Regions from separate parts of the Rattus norvegicus genome. Here region 1 is linked to region 2. Evidence: chromatin contacts called from public Hi-C data. All regions are on one chromosome and are shown on one strand. Each heading gives the region's core, a stretch centred on a gene start, on an enhancer-like site or on the middle of the called end of the contact. The rest is flanking DNA. Distances are from core to core; before and after follow the strand shown. Region 1 has its middle 82 kb from the start of Gcnt2. Region 2 holds the start of Pak1ip1 (PAK1 interacting protein 1).

Region 1 (4,811 bases), core at 1,461-3,960, 170 kb before region 2:
TTAAGCACTATTTTAACTGGTTGAGCCACAGTCCCAGTGTATAAGTAATTTGGCTCCAGAAAATAATTTTGAATGGGTTGAGGATGCTTCTGCCTCAGTAGACAAGAGGTCAGAAGACAGAAGCCCAGAGTGTGGTCTAAGGTAGGAACCACCGTCTCTATCATCCACCAACCTGTGCCCACTCAGAGGACCAACGAGGAGCTACTGTTTCCATTTTCTCTTTACTAAGTTGAATCTAGTCTTCCCAAATTCTGAAAACAAATAGATAATTTTAAAAAATATATATTTATATTATATATTTATATATATTATAATATATATTTATATTATATTTATTGTAGGGAGCCATATTGGATTTGGGCCTGGCCGCTTTGTGACTGTATGGCCACAGTTAAGATGACTGCCATAAAGTCTTGAGATTGTTGGACAAAAGCCTCTCCCATGAATTTACAGCACAGGAAGAAAATAATCACGAAATGCTTTGAGCCCGGCTGATGCACGTGGAACCGACACACCTGGGCCACACCTGGGCGGTGGTCAATTCTCTCTTGCCTTTTGCTTCCTCAGCCTTTATTCTTGAGATTTAGGCTGGTCTTCTTGGATTTCTCCCTAATTAATTCAGGTCTCGTAGTTGGTCTTTTGTTACCGAAGTCAGGATCCAGGTAGTCATGAGCCAGGGTTTCCCACTGTGCTTCCCAGATATTTTCTTTTCTCCCCCCCCCCGCCCCCCAGAGCTGGGGACCGAACCCAGGGCCTTGCGCTTGCTAGGCAAGTGCTCTACCGCTGAGCTAAATCCCCAACCCCTCAGATATTTTCTACCTGGGGAACTTGGTGGTGAATAAAGCTACAGGAGTCTTTCTCTCTCTTCCTCTCCTGGCTTGACACAAATAACCTGTGTGTGAGTGTTTCTTTAATCCCGCAGGCTTTCGCCCGATTCTCGGTACCGTGTCGGTGCAGGCACCGACAATTTATATATATTATTATATATTTATATTATATACAAATATATATAATACTTCTTCTTTCCATTTTCATGAGCATTTTTTCTCAGAGGAATTTCTCACCCTTCATCATTATTGAGGAAGGAAACTTTCTTAGGATGATTGTGTTTAAGTACACAAATATTTTTGGAGATGAGAATGTTCTAGAAATATGATATATAACAAACAGGGACAGTTACAATGGTATCTAATGGCATCTTTTGTTATATGTCCTTACTTTTTTGTTATATGATCTTCCAGTGAAGCCCTTGCTGCCCTGAGACTTACTTTGCAAACCAAGCTGCCCTTGAATTCAAAGAAATGTGCTTACCTCCCCACCACCACCCCAAGTACTGGGACTAAAGGCATTTGCCACTACATCTGGATTATTTTTACAACTTTTTAAAGCAAGTCTTAGGGTTCAGGTTATGAATCAGTTAGTAGCATGCTTGCCCAGAAGGTACACAGCCCTGGCTTCAACCTTCAACAGCAGATAAACCGAGCATGGCAGCACATGCTTGTAATTCAAGCACTGAGGAAGTAGAGACAGGAGGGTGAGGAGTTCAAGGTTATCCTCAACCACACGGCAAAGTGAAAGCCAGCCTGAGATACAGGTCGACACCCAGGCTCAGACAGAAACCAAAAGCTTTTGATGTTGGCAATTCGGCATGGGAGGTCTCAGATTCTAAACCTCGGAGATTAGAAAAGGGTCAGATTTTCCTTTGATGGTACATGATTAAAAACTGGCCTTGCACTTCAGTGACCTTGGTCCTCCGTGCAAGGACACTTTAACTACAAAATGACAGGCGGAGGACCTGAGGTACGAAGTTGGTACTCGGAAATAAGCTGGTGCTCTAGGCTAACTCTGGAGTTTATAAAAAGAAATCTGTTTACCTGAGATAGCTAAGGACGAAGAGGGTGTGTGTAAATATGACCTATTATATAATCAACTGCCCCCGAAAGGCCGACTAAAACCACCTGCTCACCCAGGCTCCAGTATCAGTCCTGTGTTCCTTTGAACCTATTTACCAAATCCTGATAAGATCAGCCCACAGTAAGTGTTATCAACTCTGTGTTTCAAAGTACAAATACAGGCCTCTGAAAAGCACAAATGTTACCTTTTGACTGAAATTGGCATCTGGGAATAGAGAGTGCGTATAAAAGCAGATCTCGAGACGCTCAGACAACCACAAGCCTGTTTAATCTGTCCCTTGGTTGAGGGTCGAATCTCACTCATTGTTGCACGTGCTGCTGGTAGCATGCTAGTCAGAGCTGGACACGCCTGTAGGATTTCGAAACAAATAGAGAAGTAACTTGTTCCTATTGGCTGCTCTCAGAAGTCCCTCTAGGTGCCCAAACGGAACTTCCTTTCCCTATAAAATATTGTGACAGAGAAGACACCCCTAACTCTGTTCTTATTTCTGTCAGTGGGATGACCTTTTGGAGAGCATTAGACTTCTCTGAACAACAGGAGAGTGAGAATTTAAACGTTGGTGTTCAAAGAACATGAAAACAAGTTCATTTTTATTTCAGTGTGTTTAGGACACTGACGGTTGGGCATACATTCGGTTGGTTGTGTGTTTTCCTCTCTTATTCTTTTCTGCAGTATGCGAGCTGGAATCCAGAGCCTTGCAACTTGCTAGACAAGAGCTGCCCTGAGACATGTTTTGAGCCACGGCTTTCGATGCCTCTTAGCACTGCAAAGAAAGGGAAGAAACACTGAGCTATTCTTAATATGGCCACTAGGGGGCAGCACCACATCTTGACAAGGGCTCCACTGCAGCGGGGTCCAGGGTGGAGTTGGGAGACCAGGATATTCGAATTCTTTTAATTTTTTCCAACCATTTAAAAGCATTAAATCATTCTAAGGTTTGAAAACTGTGTAAAAATATTCATCAAGCCACGCTGGGCCCCCAGCCTTAGTTTTGTTGCTCCTTGCTGTCTTAGGGTTTCTGTTGCTGTGACTGCTGTCAGGTAGCCAGCAGAAAAGATTGCTTAGCCTCTGACTACACTGAGTGTTTGGAAGCCCAGTGTCGCGTTGAGCTTTCCTCGGGGTGAGCTTTTAAGACAGAAGCCATGTTCTAGGTTGCCATACTTCTGTTAACAAGGACAATTAGCCAGGAGTGGAACTACAGAAGCTAAAAGACAGAGTTAGTACATTTAGAGACTTTCCCAGAAGTATATGGGCTTTGATAGGTTAGGCCTATGTCAAACAGAAGTTTGTCAGGTAGGGCTGAACATGTGCGGAGTTTACAATCTGGATGGTACTTCTATCATGGAGTCACTTGTGCTCAGTCCTGGGGCCCCCTTACATGATGACCAAAAGAGACTCGAGTCAGAAAGGATTTACTTCAGCTTATGACTCTCAGGTCACACTCTGTCACTGAGGGAAGTTAGAGTAGGAAGTCAAAGCAGGAACCTAAAGGCTAACTTCCCTCAGTGTTCCTCATCTTACTTTGACCACCTGCCCAAAGGTGGCATCACCCAGTAAGCCAGGCTCTCCCACATCAATCATTAACCAAGAAAATGTACCACAGGCTTGCCCTCAGGTCAATCTTGTAGGGATAGTTCCCCAACTGTGGTTTTCTCTCAAATGAGTCTATATGTGTCGAGGTGAAGGAAAAGAAGAAGGAGGGGGAGGAGGAGGGGGAAGAGGAGGTAGAGGAGGGGGAGGAGGAGGAGGAGGAGGTGGGGGAGGAGGAGGAGGGGAGGAGGGGAAGGAGGAGGAGGAGGGGAGGAGGGGGAGGAGAAGGAAGTAACCAGGACATCAGATTTAGAGGTAAGAAAGAGGCTCAGCCTAACTCATCCCTTTGGCTCTCCCATGAACAAGATGCTAAAAGTACAGTGGTCAACAGACAGATACAGTATTCCTGGAGCTTATTAAAGCAGACACACAATTATAGGGCAGACAGGATTCTGTTAGGTGGAGGGGCTTCCCAGCTTAGACTTGGGACAGCAGGAAAGAGTCACCAGGAATCCTATGCCACTCCAGGACCTGAAAAGTGAGAAGGACCTCTTTGAGACAGAGGAGAGACTATTTCAGCTTGGAGGCCTATGGAATCAGACGTCAGATTTCACTGCTGGGAGAAGTGGTCTTCATAGTCCTCTCTACCACAGTGGGTGAATGGTAAGGTCCAGGAGTTTTAAGCCAGCCTGACCATCCCCAAAAGGAAGGAAAGTCTAGTGTGACATATTTCTATAATCTTAGCACTAAGGAAGCTGAGGCAAGAGAGTCAGGAATTCAAGGCTAGCCCTAGGAGTGTATTGAGTTTAAGGTCAACATCTGCTACATGACACTCTGCTTCAAAAAGAAAGAAAGAAAGAAAGAAAGAAAGAAAGAAAGAAAGAAAGAAAGGAAAAGAAATGAAATGAATGGTAGTAGTGACAGGCACCTTTAATCCCAGCACTGGGGAGGAAGAGGCAGGTGAATCTTTGAGTTGGAGGCCAACCTGATCTACTAAGTTTCAGGATAGATAGGCTACACTGAGAAACTCTCTCTGGGGGGGGGAGGGGGGGAAGGGAGGGGGGAGAAGAAGGGAGGGAGGAAGGAAGGAGGAGAGAAGGAAAAAGAGACAAAGGAAGGGGCAGAAGGAAAAAGAGAGGGAAGGAACATTCAAGTTTAATACTCCACGGTGCTATTCACCCACTGTTAGACCAGTTGGTTTGCTTTTGAGTTTCAACTTCCCAGTCTGCAAAATGGGTATGCAGTCAGCATCTCTCTGGCTGTCAATGGGTCAATAGAAACAAACCTGCTACAGAATATTGGTCACCATGGACTAAGAAATGATAGGACAAACCTGGTGTATTATTATATCTCCATGAAAGGGGAAG
Region 2 (4,901 bases), core at 1,378-3,877:
ACATTTCTTCCCCATTTTATTTCTAGGTCCTCTATTCCATTGGTCTACCTGTTTTTACACCAGTACCAGGCTGTCTTTATCACTATAGCACTATAGTATAATTTGAGGTCAGGTGTTATAATTCTCCCAGCAGTGTTTTTATTTCTAAACTCTTCAACTATTAATCAAAATTCACATTATGTTAAATCTGTAGATTAATTGCGGTAGTGCAGCCATTTTTACAACAGTAATTCTACCAAGCCACCAGGAGCATGGGAGATCTGGACCTAACTTTCTCTACTAAAAATTAGGGAAATTGGATATTAGCCCAAATGCTCGAATTACCCTAGATGCACAGAACACATGAAACTCAAGAAGGATGACCAAAATTCAAATGCTTCACTCCTTTTTTAAAAGGGGAACAAGAATACCCTTGGGAAGGAATAGGGAGGCAAAGTTTAGAACAGAGGCAGAAGGAACACCCATTCAGAGCCTGCCCCACATGTGGCCCATACATATACAGCCACCAAACTAGATAAGATGGATGAAGCAAAGAAGTGCAGGCCGACAGGAACCGGATGTAGATCTCTCCTGAGAGACACTGCCAGAATACAACAAATACATAGGCGAATGCCAGCAGCAAACCACTGAACTGAGAACGGGACCCCGTTGAAGGAATCAGAGAAAGAACTGGAAGAGCTTGAAGGGGCTTGAGACCCCATATGAACAACAATGCCAACCAACCAGAGCTTCCAGGGACTAAGTCACTACCCAAAGACTATACATGGACTGACCCTGGACTATGACCTCATAGGTAGCAATGAATAGCCTAGTAAAAGCACCAGTGGAAGGGGAAGCCCTTGGTCCTGCCAAGACTGGACCCCCAGTGAACGGAATTGTTGAGGGGAGGGCGGTAATAGAGGGAGGATGGGGAGGGGAACATCCACATAGAAGGGGAGGGGGAGGAGTTAGGGGGATGTTGGCCTGGAAACCAGGAAAGGGAATAACAATAGAAATGTAAATAAGAAATACCCAAGTTAATAAAGATGGGGGGAAAAAAGATTCAGGAAATTAACGAAATAAAGATGAAGGACTTTCAGCAATCACACTTCCTCTGTTGTAATTTTAAAAATACCCACACTTATATTTCTCCAACAGCAGCAGCTATTTCCCTGGAGGTAGGTAATGAGGGGGTGGAGCGTTTCCCAGAACAGAGAAAATAAAGCACAGGACTCTGAAACAGTTTTACTCATCCCCATTTTTTGGAAATGATACTATTGCATTAAAAATTGAGTATGAGCGCCCTGGGTTTGGTCCCCAGCTCCGAAAAAAAAAACTGAGTATGAGCTAACGTAAACTGTATCACACCACGGGTAGGACAATAATCAGACCTCTTTGTTCCAAGCTAAGGAGACATATTCCAACTTTAGTAATTCTCTGGAGAAAATAATTAACTAACATGCTCAGGGTTACTAGCAGTAACTGTACACAAATTAATTAATACAAGGGTTTCCACTGGACTGGGGGCTTGCAAGTGGAATAGCCCAAACTAGAAGAACACCGCCCTTCCCATAATTGAAAAATCTTCAGAACATCCAAAGTGAAATTATTTCCCTCAGACTCGAACAAAACCGGCCGTCAGAGAACAAGTGTTTGAGAATAAAGTCTCAGTAAGTACTTAAGGACTCCATTAACTCGACACATACCTGTGTCAAGATCTGACATAATCACCCGCTATGACGTATGCACTTTTGACATCCTCAGAAAACTCATCCCTGACCCTTCCTAAAATGTATGGAAACCTCGAAGTTAAAAAAAAAAAAAGATGTTGCTTTCATTAACTTTTGCACTTTGCCCCTTAATATAGGTGACGTACACTAGAGGAAATGCGAGTCTTCCATTTCGAACCCTACTGTCCTCCTCTCTGAAGACAATCTTTTTCCCCCGTGGCTCAGAGCGTGTCCTAACGCGGGCCAGTTTGATTAGATCGGAGAAGCCAGCAGGCAAGAAGGGCTGAGGAGATGGACCGCTTGGCCTGCGGGCGGGACACGGACTGGCAGGATCGGGCTCTCAGTCCAGCGAGGGGACACTGCCAGCTCTGGTTCCAGCGAGCCCTGATCGTCCCCGGGCCGACCCGACAGAGAAGCCCCTAATCTGCTCTCTACACTAAAAGGAAACCCTTCGCTTGTGACCCAAGCCATGGGGTGGCTGCAGGCGCTGACCTGGGCGACGAAGCGAGAGACCGCCTCTTAATAGTAAGAAAATTACAATCGAAGGAAACCTAACTCTAGACTCCTAATCCGCTGCCACACTCCAGGAACTACGAAGGGAGTTTCAACAACCGCAACCTCCGAGGCCGGAAGTGGATCCGCCCCTTCCTTAGGCGCACCGGAAATTGGTGCTTGAGCGGAGTCTGTCCCGCCCACTCCCCAAGGCTGGCGGAGCTCACGGCTTCCATGGATTTGCCTGCTTGCTACAACTTTTTTCTCTGCTCTGCAATCCTCCTCCTGCGGCTTCATTCCTCCAGCTTGTCGTAGAAGGGCCACGTGACATTCGAGAGCGTACTCCGTTATTGCCATCTGCAGGCGCCTAAAAGGTGCCCCCTGATGGATGACGTATAATTTGCGCGCCGACTTCCGAAAGGCGGTCCTCCGCTTCCATTGGGTTCCCACGCCGGCTTCTCCGGCAAGGCACGTGTGCTGCTGAATGGAGCTGGTCGCTGGCAGCTACGAGCAGGTCCTCTTTGGGTTTACAGTGCACCGCGGGCCCGCGAAGAGTGGCCACCGGGAGGTGAGGCACCGCGAGTCCGGGGCTGCGGGGGACCGGCGGGCTGATTCCTCCCCGCCAGAACCGTGGCGTCTGTCGTTTATTGCTGGGTCCCCGTGGAGGACTTGTTGGAAAACGGACAGGTTTATGCAGATAATCCTAGCTCTGGAGAGGCTGAGACAGAAGGATAGTGAGCTCAGAGCTTGGGTAGAAGGATCCTGCTCTTTATAGAGTAGAGGCTTTTCAGAATGAGATAATATTCACTTGTTAAAGTAGATAAAATGTCCACAGAAGGAAACGAAAAATGTTCATGTCGATGGGGGGAGTAGATGAATGGTTGACAGAGGAGGTTGGGGCCAACTTACAGAAATGAAGTTTGGTGGGAGGACTGTTTTGGGGTGTTTTGTGTTTTTGCCTTGAAAGGTAACTATAGTCGACAGCAATTAATCGTATATTTTAAAGTAGTTACTGGAGAGTATTTTGAACTCAAAGACATAGTTCATCGTTGAGGGCATAGGTTGTCTTTTTCATACCTGATCTATGTGTGCATTGAAATCCCATTGTGCTCCATAAATATATACAGTTATATGGTAATTAAAAAGAAAAAAACTTAAAGTATTCTCAAGGCATGAAAAACTGGCAATTTTATAACATACATGAAAAATAAGGTGTGCATTTAAACTGACAATTACTATAGTTCTTCAAGTTCTAATGTAAAAATACCTTTACCTTTCACTGAGTTTCAATCCTGGTTAACAAACTTCAATAGAGCTGGTGAGATGGCTCAGCGGTTTAAGCGCTGGCTGTTCTTCCAGATCTGGTTTAATTTCCAGTCACCTACAGTGGCAGCTCACAACTGTAACCAACGGATCTGATACCCTCATACAGACATCTATACAGTCAAAACACCAATTACATAAAATAAAAGTTACATATAAAAGAAGTATTCCAACTGGATTGGGAGGAAGAAAGTGATGCAGACTTACTATTTACTGTGGGCAGGGGGAAATGTGCCAGAGCTGTGGATCCTGCTCTTGTAGCCTTCTTGGTCGAAGGAATGGCGAGCAAAAGAAATACAGGGAGGTAAAATGTAGCACAGTAAGAAATGTATTTTTGTCAGGTATGAAAATAAGATACAGTAAATTGCCAACATAATAGTCAAATAGAAAACAGGATTAGAAGTGTCACCTAGCAGGGCCCCACCCTTAATCCCAGCACTTAAACCCGGCAGAGGCAGGGGGATCTCCAGGCAAGGATGGTTTACACAGGGAAATTCTGTCTCAAAAACAAAACAAAACAAAACAACTCAAAAAACAAAAAATACCCAAACAAGCAAAAAAGAAAAAACAAATGTGATCCCTTAATACTCTAATGATTATTTCTTGAACAGTTGTACTTATCACCTACAAATCTTTTGTTGAGAATTCTTTTTTTTTTGTTGTTGTTGTTGTTGAGCTGGGGACCGAATCCAGGGCCTTGCGCTTCCTAGGCAAGCGCTCTACCACTGAGCTAAATCCCCAACCCTGAGAATTCTTTAGTGTGTGTTGTGGGTTTCTTGTTGTTGTTCTTGTTCTTGTTAAGTATACTCATTCCAGAAGTACAGCAACCCTGAGACTGATACAGCCATTCTCATCTTATAGATGAACAGTTGGGAGGTTTATAGGGCAAGAGACACTCAAAGCCCATGGTTTATGAATACAACATGTCAAGGTCCTCCAGATGTTTCCCAGGCTTATGTTGTTAACAATTCGGGGTGCTGCTTCTAAACCTAGCCAGTAACCAAGATAACCAATATTATTTATGTAATTTGAACAAACACATGATGTCTTGATATAAAGCTGTACCATGATTGAGTCAGGTGGCTCATGTCTGTAATCAGGAGGCTGAGGCTGGAGGATTCAGAGTTTAAATTTAAGCCAGCTGTCGTGGTACCTGTCTTTAATCCTAGCACTTGGGAGGACAGCCATAGCTACAATATGAGACCCTGGAGAGGGCACATGGGGGGACAAAAGGAAGCCTGCTGTTCCTGAGGAATGAATGGACTACCTGCTCTGTAGTTCTTTAGGACATGATATGTAGTGACTGACTTTAAGCATATGTAAAGAACTTTGCTGGTTTTGCTTTTTGGGTGGGGTTTTTTTTTTTTTCCTTCCCTG

Evidence for each region. A called contact is a pair of places that touch in the nucleus more often than the background predicts.
Region 1: a Hi-C map of hepatocytes shows a contact between it and region 2, with 1.8 times the contacts expected there. The contact joins the enhancer-like site here to the promoter of Pak1ip1 in region 2. A contact is called at or near these places in 4 of 12 Hi-C or Micro-C datasets (Schwann cells, frontal cortex, hepatocytes and 1 more).

The regions. Positions count from the first base shown.
Region 1 is chr17:24,123,885-24,128,695 of GRCr8, reverse strand. No RefSeq gene overlaps it. Among named protein-coding and RNA genes, the nearest start is that of Gcnt2, 82 kb to the right of the region's middle. Within about 2 kb of position 2,710, at least 7 of the 93 cell types and tissues checked have an H3K27ac peak or open chromatin away from gene starts, as enhancers often do. A contact at or near this core is called in hepatocytes and liver, where this site is marked.
Region 2 is chr17:23,956,781-23,961,681 of GRCr8, reverse strand. Pak1ip1 (PAK1 interacting protein 1) reads left to right here and starts at 2,627. Exons shown (of 10, transcript NM_001037356.1): 1 at 2,627-2,769. The coding sequence starts at 2,686. It also overlaps a transcript of C17h6orf52 not described here.